2 separate regions of the Gossypium hirsutum genome follow, and region 2 is linked to region 1. A link is a contact called in public Hi-C data. All regions are on one chromosome and are shown on one strand. Each heading gives the region's core, a stretch centred on a gene start, on an enhancer-like site or on the middle of the called end of the contact. The rest is flanking DNA. Distances are from core to core; before and after follow the strand shown. Region 1 holds the start of LOC107961989 (mediator of RNA polymerase II transcription subunit 21). Region 2 holds the start of LOC107961996 (lactoylglutathione lyase GLX1).

Evidence for each region. A called contact is a pair of places that touch in the nucleus more often than the background predicts.
Region 2: a Hi-C map of leaf shows a contact between it and region 1, with 2.7 times the contacts expected there. The contact joins the promoter of LOC107961996 here to the promoter of LOC107961989 in region 1. A contact is called at or near these places in 4 of 34 Hi-C or Micro-C datasets (callus and leaf).

Annotation. Positions count from the first base shown.
Region 1 is chrA06:116,538,629-116,545,453 of Gossypium_hirsutum_v2.1, forward strand. LOC107961989 (mediator of RNA polymerase II transcription subunit 21) reads right to left here and starts at 5,553. Exons shown (of 4, transcript XM_016898193.2): 1 at 3,737-5,553; 2 at 3,566-3,643; 3 at 3,426-3,477; 4 at 2,255-2,564. The coding sequence starts at 3,943. The coding sequence ends at 2,488. LOC107961988 reads right to left here. Exons shown (of 2, transcript XM_016898192.2): 2 at 4,379-5,776. The coding sequence starts at 5,775. The coding sequence ends at 4,552. LOC107961987 (abnormal spindle-like microcephaly-associated protein) reads left to right here. Exons shown (of 18, transcript XM_016898190.2): 14 at 1-788; 15 at 1,095-1,284; 16 at 1,476-1,701; 17 at 1,787-1,942; 18 at 2,041-2,275. The coding sequence ends at 2,140.
Region 2 is chrA06:116,717,538-116,724,062 of Gossypium_hirsutum_v2.1, forward strand. It overlaps LOC107961996 (lactoylglutathione lyase GLX1), which reads right to left and starts at 2,611. Exons shown (of 9, transcript XM_016898200.2): 1 at 2,356-2,611; 2 at 2,033-2,167; 3 at 1,817-1,941; 4 at 1,510-1,574; 5 at 1,217-1,429; 6 at 904-951; 7 at 677-784; 8 at 423-575; 9 at 1-124. The coding sequence starts at 2,148. The coding sequence ends at 83.

The DNA of each region.
Region 1 (6,825 bases), core at 4,303-6,802:
TTATTGTTGAGAGACACAATTTTGTTAATTTAAGAAAATCGGTGTTGCTCACACAGCAACCAGCAAAGATTTATATAGCTCAAAGACGAGATGCATCCTGTCTTGACCCTGTCAAAGCTGCCATTGTAATTCAAAAATATGTTCGTGGTTGGATGGTGAGGTCATACCACATTCTTGGTCATGCTTGCACTGAGAATGCATCTCCTAAGTGCCAAGTCAAGGGTCTAAATAATAGAGAAATAGAAGCGGCAACCAGGATTCAGATTGCATGGAAGAATTTTCTTCACAGATCTCTACACAAACGAACTTACGCTGCAACTAAAATTCAGAGCAATTGTCGCGGTTGGAGGTTGAGGATGAGGTTTATGAAGCAGAAGCAAGCAATAACAAAAATTCAAAGTAATTTCCGACGGCTAAAATGTTGGAGGGCCTTTCAGAATGCTTGGAAGGAATTTATCTGTAGAACTCTTCAGAACCAGAGCTTAGCTGCAACCAGAATTCAGAGTCATTTCCGTGGTTGGCAGTTAAGAAGGAATTTTATGAAGAAGAAGCAAGCAATAATTAAAATTCAGAGTCATTTCCGTGGTTGGCAGTTAAGAAGGAATTGTATGAAGAAAAAGCAAGCAATAATTAAAATTCAGAGCAATTTCCGACTGCAAAAATGCTTGAGAACTTATCAACAATATAAAAATCCCAACAGTTCAGCGATCATCATTCAATCTTTTGTGCGTGGATGGATGGCAAGGAGAGAAGCTCGGAGATATAGGTATCTTGTTGTTATGATCCAAGTAAGTTGTCTCTCCCATGTTTATGTTATGAAGTTTCCTCGTATTTCTTAAGCTGCCTTCATCCTATGGTCAAACTGATATATCTCTATAAGAATAAGATGTTTCTACTTGTTACAATCGATTGCACTAAATATTTGGCTTGGTTTATATTTGGAACTATGGCACATTTAGTTAAAATTGCTGGCTTAATCAATACGCATCCTTTTGCTAATGTGCTTAATATATATTCTTTGAATGTTCACTTGCATGTCTTACCCAATTTTAAGTAAATTTATTCTACTTCATTTTTCCTTGTGAATTTGGTAGTCTCATTGGAAAGGTTATGTTGCCCGGAAAGAATCGAGAGGGCAGCTAAAGGATTTACGCTTGAGAATGGTGGAGTCTGCTAAGAACGTTGATGATAGCAAACGTATTATTAACAGGCTTTTATCAGCACTTTCAGTACTACTAAGCATGAAAAGCATCAGTGGCATTCTTCACCATTGTGAGACCTTGGGTATGTTTTTCCATATATTCAAGAAAATAAAGAGTCGGATCAACATAGATGAAAATATAATCATCATGATTTGACATACACTAAAATAATATGATCGAATATAAAGGGCACCTATTAATGAGCAGAGGCTAGTTTGATAAAGCTAAAATGAGATTTGAATCTACATGCTTATGATTATACTCAATTTGCAGATATGGCAACAGCCCATTCTCAGAAATGCTGTGAAGAACTTGTGGCTGCGGGTGCAATCGGCATTCTACTGAAACAGATTCGGTCAGCCAGTCGAAGCATCCCTGATCAGCAGGTTCTAAAGCATGCACTCTCAACCCTCAGAAACTTAGCCCGATATCCCCATTTGGCCGAAGTGTTAATCGACACTCCTCCATCAGTTGAGATAATCTTATGGGAGATGCTCAGGTTTTCCTATTTTCCAACTTAATCAGAAAATGGTACATCTTATGTTGTTTTGTTCCTGATTTGGTTATAATATACATATTTCCAGGAACAAGGAAGAAGGTTACTTTATTGCTTCCGAGATCTTGAAGAAGATATGTTCAAATCCGAAAGGTGTGAAAGCTGTACACAAGTTTCCTGCTCTTTTGAAGAGACTACACACTCTTGTTGAAGAGCTTACAAGGAAATTGAACACTGAAAAAAGGTCAGACTTTTTTTTACTATAAAAGCTAATTTCCCTTTAGAAACATGTCTCTTGTTGGAAGAAAAATGACCTACAACTGACGTTTTCTTATCCTACAGGAATCCTCGTACTGTTGTCCTAAAAGAGAACACAGATAGAAGATTGAAGAAGGCAGTCCAACTTCTTAGACTGATAACAAATGGTTATCGAATCCAGTAATTATCGTATCTGTTAGCAAATGTTGATATGTGACTGATTTGCATCCTCAATGCAAAGGTTGTGTTTGTTGTTGTATGTGTGACTGATTCAGATTCTATTCTTTGCAAATGAATATGATTTGAATTGTTAGATGCACACTGACACTGCTATTGGAACAGTAAACATGGTTTTTTCACAAACATAAAAGAGTAATTTGATTGAATTCTAGTGCAGAGAATCAAAAGCCCAGGTGGAACATTTTGTACAAACTTTTGAGTATATAAATAAACCTTTAGAAACCTAGGATTAAACAAATATAAAGACAATAAAATTAAACATGGAAGGAGGGATTGTTCAAGGAAATGAATTCAATCTGGTTTCTTCAGGTTGAGACAATTATCTGCTGCTTGACTGAATAACTCCTGAACCTGTTTCAGTTCCTTCTCTGGTAAGGAAATAACATACAGATAGTTAGAACTTTAAACTGGGGAGCTTAATTTCTCTAGGTAAAAAACAACATAGGTTAAAATCTGCTATTAGTCCCTGTACTTTGATTTGCTATTTTAAAATTTTGAAGCGGCAAATAGGTTATTGCATGTGTAATACCATGTCAGCTTGCTATTTTAACATATTATTCAAAATAAAGAAAACTAATTAATAGATTTAATGACTGAAGTTTGCATTAAGATTGAAAATTTGAAACTTGAAAAATGTAATGACTAAAAATGGTTGTGTCGGATAACATGGACTAAATTTACAACTTTTAAGCATAATTCAGGGCTAATAGTAGAATTTAACCAAACAGATTTAACTGCTGTTAAGACTACAATTTCAAAATTCGAAAAAGTACCAAGTACTAAATCCAAAACTTAAGCAAAGTACAAAGTCTAATAGCTGAATTTGACCAAACAACACAAATACTAGTAGATCAAAATGAACTGAAAGTTTAAAGGAATGAGAGATGAAGCAAACATCCTATGTCTTGCATACAACATAAATTTTTCCAAAGCATTTTTCAAAAGTACTTCTCAAAAAGCACTTCTCCACGTAACTTTTCAAAAGCAAGCAATAAAGAACTGGCCCTTAGCCACTGCTCAAACATATATTGAAAATGCGCAGCCTAACTCACTCTCTTATTTATCTATAAGAAGATGGAAGATGATTATGTTGCTACAACACGACTACTCAATGCATATCTGGATTCGGGGAATATAGCTTTTCAAGGACTTGGAAAAGCAAATCTACACATTCACTCCCAAGCCAAGTCTACATAAAAAAGAATGTAAAAAGGATGGGGGAAAGGTACCAGCAGCCTCCAGTTGTTTCTGAAGTTCTTGGCCTACAGCATCATTTTCAGCCTAGACAACAGGGGTAAAATGAAAATGAAAACAGAAAATTCCAACAACTAATTTAAAACGAACAACATTATTGAACAAACTATATTACTTGGAGTTCAGCAATCCTTCTAAGTTGAGCTTCTTCACCGCCTTCTGAAGGTGGAAGTGCAGCAACCAATGCATCGAACTGTGGAAATACCGGGAGCAATAATCACTAATATCATCCCCACATGGGATCTAACTGTAATTAGAGTACTGATTGATTCCCAGAAATTCTGACCTGTTTAGCAGCCTTAACAAGAGCAGCACTCATGAGCTTAGGTTGATCGGCGAAATTGGCAGAGTCCTCGGTGGGATTGGAAGGGGGTTCTGGGTAATTAGGGGAGAGCCTAACGGGTGGAGCATCTCGTTGCAGTGTCCCAAATGTGTTGAAAGTTAGGGCTGCTATAGAATTTACTTGTTCTTGTAATTGGGAAATGATATCCATCTTAAAACCGCGAGAAAAAACTCAAATCTTACGAATCTTAACTTTCAGAAAATTCGATCTTGGAGCTTCGTAAACTGCTTAAATCTGAGAACCCAAAGACGGGATGCAGGTAAAGTATCAACTTTGAAGGGGAGCTCAACTTTGAGTAGGGAGCCAGCCTCGAAGGGGAAAAATCACATGGGCTTAAGTAGGTTAAAAATAGGGAGTCATTTGGCCCACGAAATTATGTATAGTTTCAAACCCTAAACCCCATGGATTTGGAATTGTTTGATCAAAAGAAAAAGGCCTCACTAGACCCATTTGTTTATTCGTTGCACCATGTTGAATCAATTATCCTGTTTTGGGAGATTTTCCTTCTAATAACTGGGTTTTGATTGCTGATTTTTTTGCCATATAATAGAAGCATATGGGAATGGAACTAGAAACCAAGTCATAAGACTGCAAAGAGTTTCCGTCACAATCATAAATAATCCAAATTAGAGACAAATAGTACCTAAATTAAGCATTTGCCTTAAAAACTCTCTCAACTATTCTCGGTCACGACATTCACTGCCCATCTTTCAAGCCTTGCCTTGCAAGCCTCATTCTATTTTTGTAACTCGAAAAACCTAAGAATGTGGTGGTGGAGTGGCATCTTTGGCATTGGATTCCACACTGTAAGTGTTGGCAGTGGTAACTAGGGAACTGTTAACTTCAGGGACAACCATTGTTGGAAGAACAGATTCTTCGGCACCAGACTTGGGTTCAAATGGAATAGTATCTGCCCCACATATCATTACTGGTAGGCCAGTCATGGATGCAGAGCATGGAGCTGTTGCACTAGTCGTAACATCATCACTAGCAAATAATCCGTCCATGTACTTCTGACCAAGCTCTGACTGGGTGTCTTGCCTTGATGAAGCCTGTTTACCAAACATGTTGATTCCAGCGTCACAAGCCATGGCCTGAGTTTCAGATTCAGAAATTTGGGGAGTTTGGTTGTTGCCAATGTCAAGGCTTATCGTGTCATGATCATGAATCAATGCCTGCGGCTTAAGCTCAGAACTCAGGGCTTTGTATTGAATCTGAGGCTTCAGATTTATTGTTTCAGTAGCTTGCAAAGTAGCAGCAAATTCTGCAGATAGCTCAGAAGCTTTAGTTGCCTCTACATTAATACTTGGCCCTTTCATCTGTTTGAAGGCTTCAAATCCCTGAAGTGACTGATGCTGTCCAACAGCTTTCTCATTATGTAATCCAGAATCCGAGCTTTGTTCTTGCATGACCTTTTGTCGTAAGGGAAGACCAGCTTCATTTATTGGCAAGTTACTAGCTGGAGGAATTAGAATAGAAGCAAATTGGCTCTCACCAGCAACCGAGGCACCAGGCTCAAGCCCCATGTGTAGACCTCGGTCATGACGGTTAGATGCGTCATTTTTTTGCTCAACCGGCTTCTCACTTTTCCCTGATGGACTCAAAACATGGAGATGACCATGGAGGTTTACAAATGGGATAGGAATATCTTTTCTTTTGTGCATCTTAGCATGAGGAGCCACATCGTTCGCATTGGTAATGGGAGCAAATAGCCCCGGTAGAAAAACAAGACCTCTAAGATGTGTGTTGGTATCACCTACCTTAACATGAAGAACATACCCAGCATCAAATGAACCTTCAATAACACCAGAAACCATCTGACCTAACATGTCAGAAGAGGCAGGGTCACTTATCCACTCACTCTGCTTGTTTCTCTTCAGATTGTCAGATTCAGGTGTTGCAGGTGTGTAGTCCCCACGTTCCCGCTTCATAGGGGTTTCTGCTGAGGAAGTTAAGCTTACCCCTTGATTCTTGCTGCTCATCCTGCAAAGATGGATGCACAATTTATACCATCTTATCATAATTCTTTTTGCAATAAGCTTTTCGAGTTTACTAGCAATCAGAAAAGAATTGCAATGAGCAAATAAGAACAGAGTGCATTAGAAAAATCATACAAATTTGTTGTTGATCAAGATACCGCTTCTTTTGCCATACTAATCAACCATATTTCAGAAGAATCAAGTGTACCAAACTATAACAAAAGACCCTCTAGATCATTATTAACATAAGATGACCACCTATTGGTGCATTAGGTAAGTGTCTTTCTTGGAGTAGAGTCAGTTTCTGGTCTAAAATTTCAATATTGATAAGTGCTAAATGCCATATAGTTAGACCCAAGAACAAACCTGATGGATATAGATTTGATTATGACATGTCTTGTCATATTCAATCTTACACCGATGGTTCCGAAAAATTTGTACAGCTAAGCAGGCAATATACATTCATGATAGGTGTTGCTAATGCTACAAACAGTTGGAACAAAAGCTCACAAAATAAGAGCTATGGATATCAGGATCTCTAAGACCTTGCCATCTCTAAGGGTGTGCTTGGTAGGGAAGAAAAGTGAGGAAGAAAAATAGGAGAGATGACCATTTCCATCCTAATGCATAGAAACCAATCCTTCCAAATAGGGAAGATGAGAGGAGAGAAAATGCAAGAGAGGTGTCTGTTAGATCAAAATTATATATTTTTCAAAAATTTTATTTGCTTTCCTTTCATTTTTCAACTCTACCAAGCAATGGATCCAGTTTTTCATCTTTCCTACCAAGCACACGTATGGAAAGAAAAATTATGTTTTCCATCCCTCTAGTTTTCTACCCCTTCAATCTTCCATCTTTCCAATTTTCTTTCCACTCTACCAAGCAAAGCCTAAGAGAACAGTCATTTTCTGGAACAATTTTTGGGATAAGATAAAAATACAGACATGATTTGTCAAGGATGTGTAAGCAGATACAAGAAATTCTGACACAGAGCTAAAGTCTTTTTCAAGTCCATAGGTTTTGCTTGATTGTCTAAATTGTGCATGCAGCAAT
Region 2 (6,525 bases), core at 1,361-3,860, 180 kb after region 1:
ATCATATTTAACAGACATATCTGCTCGCTTACACAACAAGATACTGATTTATTCATATAGTAGCATTACTCTTTTTTAGTGCCTACTTGAGTTCCTTCAGAAAGTCCTCATTGTCAACCAGAACCTGCAGAAACAAAGCATAACCATATTATAAACTTGTCAACATAAAAAAGGCTTCTTATAACACGAATCACTCAAAACATTTTATGCTATGCTCTAATTCACGATCTAGTTTGGTTGAGACATGGATGCGCCGTGACCATATGTTTTCATAATCTATCACTCAGCCATCGTATCTCTCCTGATTCCTATTTATGATTCTTCCTTGTAATCTATCACTCAGCCATCATAACCTATTATTCTTTACAAATTCTCATGAAAATAGTGCAGACGGAGAAGTTGCAGTAGTACTAAAAGCTTACAGTTTTCCAGCCATCAGGATCTAGGAAAGAGGTAATTTTAGTGTTGATCCCAGGAATTGGCCCCGGTTTACGAGTAACCTTTCCCCCAAGCTCTTGTATAACATGTTCCACAACCTCACCGCTTTTGTATACATCATCAGTGCTAATAGCAACCTGGAATAAGGAAAATAGTCACCCAAAAAGGACAATGGAATCAGTAGTAACAGAGACTTTTATCTGCAAGGATATAGCTAAGTATAGAGTTAAAAACAGACCTGTGCATATGCATTTCCCTTGGTATATTCAGTCACTCCGTAATTGTAAGTCAACTCAAGAACAGTAGTCTCATGTTCTTCTGCATACCCCATCATAGCTATGGAGTACTGTCAAGCACACGCAACAAAAACCAGAGTTAGGCTTCCTCTGCAGCTAGAAGATAAGCTTTACATATCCTTCTAAGCTAATAATATGAATAGAAAAAGCCAAGTAGGACAGAATTTACCTTATATTCAGGCCTATCCACCTTCTTTACTAGCTTCATTCCCAACGCCTGCAAAGAAATAGATGTATAAAAGCAAGGCCATTACCAACTCAAAAGAAAAAAGAAAAAAAAAAAGTTTGGAGCATTAACCACCAGTAATCAATTAGATCCAAAGACTGCTTATGACTAATTGACTATTCTCCAATAAATAAAATTTTCATCTAAGTGATTCATGCACTCAAAGTCTAGGCACAATGAATTTGCGGTCAAATTGAACAATAAGATTAGTTAGAGAAACAAAAGTCAAGAAAAAGGTTATTTTACTTTGCACTACCTTTTCATAGAACTTAACAGAGCGGTCTAAATCCCCAACACGAAGCATTACTTGACAGAGTGGCTCAGGAGTAGAAGCTCTTTGGATGAGCTCAAAAATATAACCATCAGGATCCTTCACGAAAGCAATAACAGAGGATCCACCTTTAACTGGACCAGGCTCTCTTGTAATATTGCCACCCTTTGCACGGATGTCCTCAACCATTTTGTAGACCTAAAATACAAAAATGGATATATATATATCAGCATTCTCAATGAATCTTTTGTTTGACTATCCAAATGTTTGAAACTTACATCAGGTGTTGCAATTGCAAAATGCCCAAAACCAGTTCCAATATCATACGATGATACTCCATAATCTGTAGAGAAGAATAAAAGCTTTTAACTCAGAGATCAAAGAAGTTTACACTTTAGATTAACAGTAGCGAAGTATGCCACAATAGATGTAGCAGATATCTATAACATATATTGAATAAAAGGAATCGATATTTTAACTGTTTGACAAAAAGAAAAATTTGCCAGCTCCAAGCATTACAGATATAACAAAAGCCATTTGCAGTAAATATTTCGCTATAAAAATACAAGGAAAACATAAACGTACTGTAAGTTAACTCAACAACGAAATGAGACTCCTCTGGGCCAAACCCAAGAAAGGCATTGGAGTATTTCTCTTCAGGAATATCTCTTTTCCTCAACAATTTCATCCCAAAACACTCAGTGTAGAACCTAGATACAAATTTGTAGCATTAAAACTTCAAAAAGAAAGTGAAAATTTAAGAACATCAATAGTACTAGAAATAAAAAAAGCAAATGTTACTTGATGGTACGATCAAGATCGCCAACACGGTACACGGCGTGAAGGAACCGACGCTTATCTTTCTTCGGCCATTCCAACAACTCAGTGCTGGGAACTGCAGCTGAACCCTCAGCCATCTTTCAACAAATCCGATTGCTGTGTAATCATTCGCAAAGTCAACCAAATGAATAGAAATTACATAATAAAAATATCATTTTCATTTCATTTTTCAATTTTAAAGTAAAGATCAAAGCTAAAACTTATTACAAATATAGATCAAAACCAAAAAAAAACTAAACCCTAACCCAAATTAAAGAAACCCTAATTTGGATCGAAGAACTTACCAGCAATTACTAGAGAAAAATAGAGTGAGAGTGGGAGTGAGTGGGAGTGAAGCGCCCTGTATAACGCAGTGTCAACATTGGGACAAATTTATAAACTTTTTAATTTTTATTTCACTAATGTAACATGACAGTTACAAAGTGGTGATATAACCGACAAACACGTCTCTTAAGTAGTTTCAGCCAACCAATCAGATATGTGCTTTTCTTCTTGTTAAAAACGCCAACTGTTGTTCTAGACAATTTTGGGAGTTAATACGGAAGTCTAAATCACTAACGGATATTAATATGGAAACGTGGCGATATCCAAATCATTACCACCTATTGAATAAAAAAAATTAGTATTCTCAATTTTTTTTAGTATTGAGCAGCTTTAGAATTTTTTTGCTAATATTTAATTTTTAATGAGTTTTCATAAGAGTGAAAATTAATTATTGGGTTCATTCTAATATATACATTAAAAAATAAAAAAATTTATTTTTTTAAATCATCAATTACTTTGATAAAATAAAAAATGATTGCTTGTTCTTTTTAATATAATATCTTATTACAAATTGATGGATTGCAAAATAAACTAAAGAGAGAAGAAAGCAAATCACGAAGATTATTATATTAAAAATTAGATTTGATTTTGTCTAGTTTACTTAAAAATTTAAAAAATTAATCATTATTTATTAAATTAAAAAGTAAATTGATCTTTTTAATAATAATTTTTCTTGTTAAAACTAACGTCAATAATGGTAATAGAATGATCATAAAAATAAGAACATACAGATTTTATGTGGAAACTCTATCGGGAAAAAATCACAGGCAAATGAGAAGAAATTCACTAATTTTAAAAGAGAATGATACAACAAGAGTTTCGACTACGTCTATTTAAAGGTTAAAAAACATATACAACAAGAGTTTCGACTACGTCTATTTAAAGGTTAAAAAATCATATTCTAATCAATGTCAAATAGAAGAAGTGTAGTTCTATACGAATTCTACTTGTGCATCATGGTCCATACACAGATCCCCTTATTTTGCTACTACATTTTATTTCTTTAACAAGTGTTGAATTCGAATGATACAAGGTGAGTTTCGACTACATCTATTTAGAGGTTGAAAAAAACCTAATTCTAATCAATGTCAAATATATTATGCTAATAAATGCTAAATATATTATGCTAATAAATACAAGATCTTCTAGAAAGAAAATATACTTTATTTAACTTGACTTGCAAATAATCTCTTAGAATTTGGGTTGTACAACTCTAACAATCTCCATATTGACATGAATTCTCAACGAACAATTTCTTCATCACAAACTCTCAATGAACAAGTTCTCCACATCTTTCACAAAACCCTTTAAAGGTATTCTTCAACAATGAACACTAACCAAGTCCAAGCAATCTCAAACTTGGTTATAGGAAGTGACTTAGTCATCATATTTGTAGGATTATCATGAGTACTAACTTTGCTCACAACAATATCACCACGAACAATAATATCACGCAAAAAATGATACCGAACATCAATGTGCTTTATTCTCTCATGAAACATTTGATCTTTCGAAAGGAAGACGTCACTCTGACTATCACAAAGCACTATACTGATCTGAAGGTCTCTACTGAGTTCACCAAAGAGTTCTTTTAACTAAATAGTTTCTTTACAAGCCTCGATAATTGTCGTGTACTCAGCTTCAGTAGTAGACAAAGCAACTGTAGTTTGCAAAGTGGCTTTCCAACTGATTGCGCAACCTCCAATAATAAAGACATACCCGGTGAGAGATATTCTTTTATTAAGATCTCCAGCAAAATCAGAATCAACATACTCAATAACTCCATATCTAGTTCTTCCAAACTATACGCAAACATCAACAGTACCTCTTAAGTATCTAAAAATCCAGCGAACCACTTTTCAGTGTTCTTTACAGAGATTCACTATGTATCTACTAATTGCACTAATTGCATATAAAAAATCTAGACGTGAGCAAACCATAACATACATGAAAGATCCCACTACACTAGAATATGGAACACATGCCATGTAATCAATATCATAATCTAATTACGGACACAAAACTGATGAAAGCCTGAAGTGGGCTACTAATAGAGTACTAAAAGACTTGGCATTCTACATACTGAACCTGCGAAGAGCTTTCTCAATGTACCATTTCTGACTTAGGTACAATTTACATGCTTGTCTATATTTGAGAATCTCTGTAATGACCCAAAATTCATGGGCACCGGAAAAGTGAGTTATAGGGCCTCCATCTTAGTGAAATAAGTTCGAAAATAATTATTAAAAATATTTATGAGCCTAGTGGTGTGTCTAATTAGGATTTAATTAGGTGAATTTAGCTAAATTTAGAGTAAGTAATAAAAAGGATTAAATTGAATAAAGGGTAAAAGTTTAATTATAAAACAATAGAATATAAAAAGGATTAAAATGGCAATTAAGCCATTGACTGCAATTGAGGCGGCATATTGGTGAAATAAAATCAAAGATTTTTTTAGGTTTATATATTATAATGATTATTATTATGGTTTTATATTAAATTATTATGATTATTTAATTGATAATATATTATAAATAAATTAAATAGAAGACAATTGTATGGTAATAAAATATACATGTGTAAGAATTGTATTGGTACATTTGTAATTTAAATATTTAATTACTTATAATTTAAGTATAAATATATTTTATAATTATTAATTGTATTAATTAAATCATGCGATTTTTATTTGATAAGCAAATTAGATAATGACATTTGTAATAATATAAATATGTACACTTGTTATATAATTATTAATTTACTATATAATTATTAATTTACTTAATATTAAAGTAAAAGATACTTTAATATATGATATTTATATTATATTATGTTAATAAAATAATATAGCATAAAAGAATTAAAGAAACAAAAGAAACAAAACAAAAGAAACAGAAACGAAACAGAGAACAAAACGAAAACAGGGGAAGAAAAAGGGAAAGAAAATAAAAAGGGAAATTGGGATTTTAAAGCTTCAAGTTTAATTGGTAAGCTTAATTAAGTCATTTTCTCTTAATTTTGATATTTTAGAAGCCTTAAAACAAGTTTTGATGAAATTAAGTTGATAATTCAAGAGTTTATATGTTTCCAAGTAGGGTTTATGTTGGGAAAAAATTATGGAATTAGGGATTTAATTAAATGAATTATAAGTTAGAATTGATTAAGGGATTAAATTGTAAAGTAGGCTAAAAGTTTTATGTTGTAGGGACTAAATTGAAGAAATTTTGAAATTAGGGAAATATGCTGGAAATTTTATAGTTAAATATAAGTTTAGACAAATTTTGAATAGAAAAAGAGAGTGAATTGGATTAAGAAAGTAATTAAGTTTAGTTAGGATTAAATTGGGAATAAGGTAGGAATTGTTTAGAAATTTAATTATTTATTATAATTAATGCTGTAAATAATAATGTAAATTACTATTGTTATAATTCGAGGACTAAAACGGGAGAATTACGGTGTGTATTACTATAATTCGAATTTTAATTATTATTGATTGCTGAATTTTTAATTGTTATGTATGGTAAGTAAGACTTGAGGTAAGTATGTGAAATTGATATGAATATTGAATGAAAATGAAAGTGATGCAAATTGAATCAAATTGAATTGAATAAGTGAATTATGGAATATGAGATTATTTGAAAAGTGTATTGATTGAAAAATGAATGGTGATTTGAATTGTGAATTGAAAGTCATATAGAATTGAGAAAGTGAATTGAATACCCTATTAACTAGTCGGGCTGAGTCGGATATAGTTGGCATGCCATAGGATTGGAAGTGTTCAGGGATACTTCGACCTCGAGTTGATGAGACACTGGGTGTCACTATATTTCTTCGAATAGATTCGATGAGGTACTGGGTACCAACTTTACTTCGGCTAGGCCGATGAGACACTGGGTGTCAACTATTGCTTCGAACTATCCGATGAGGCACTGAGTGCCATTTGGTGTGTTTGGTTGGATCCGTGTATCCGCCAAAGTCCGAGTTATGTTAATAGGGTAAAAAAATATTTGAAATATGAATTTGAGGTATTAAAATGAGAAAAAGAAATTGAATTATGAATTGGAATTGTGATAGAAATAGAAAAGTATGAACTAAATGTTCATAAGTGATTTAAATTCAAGTTTGTGAAA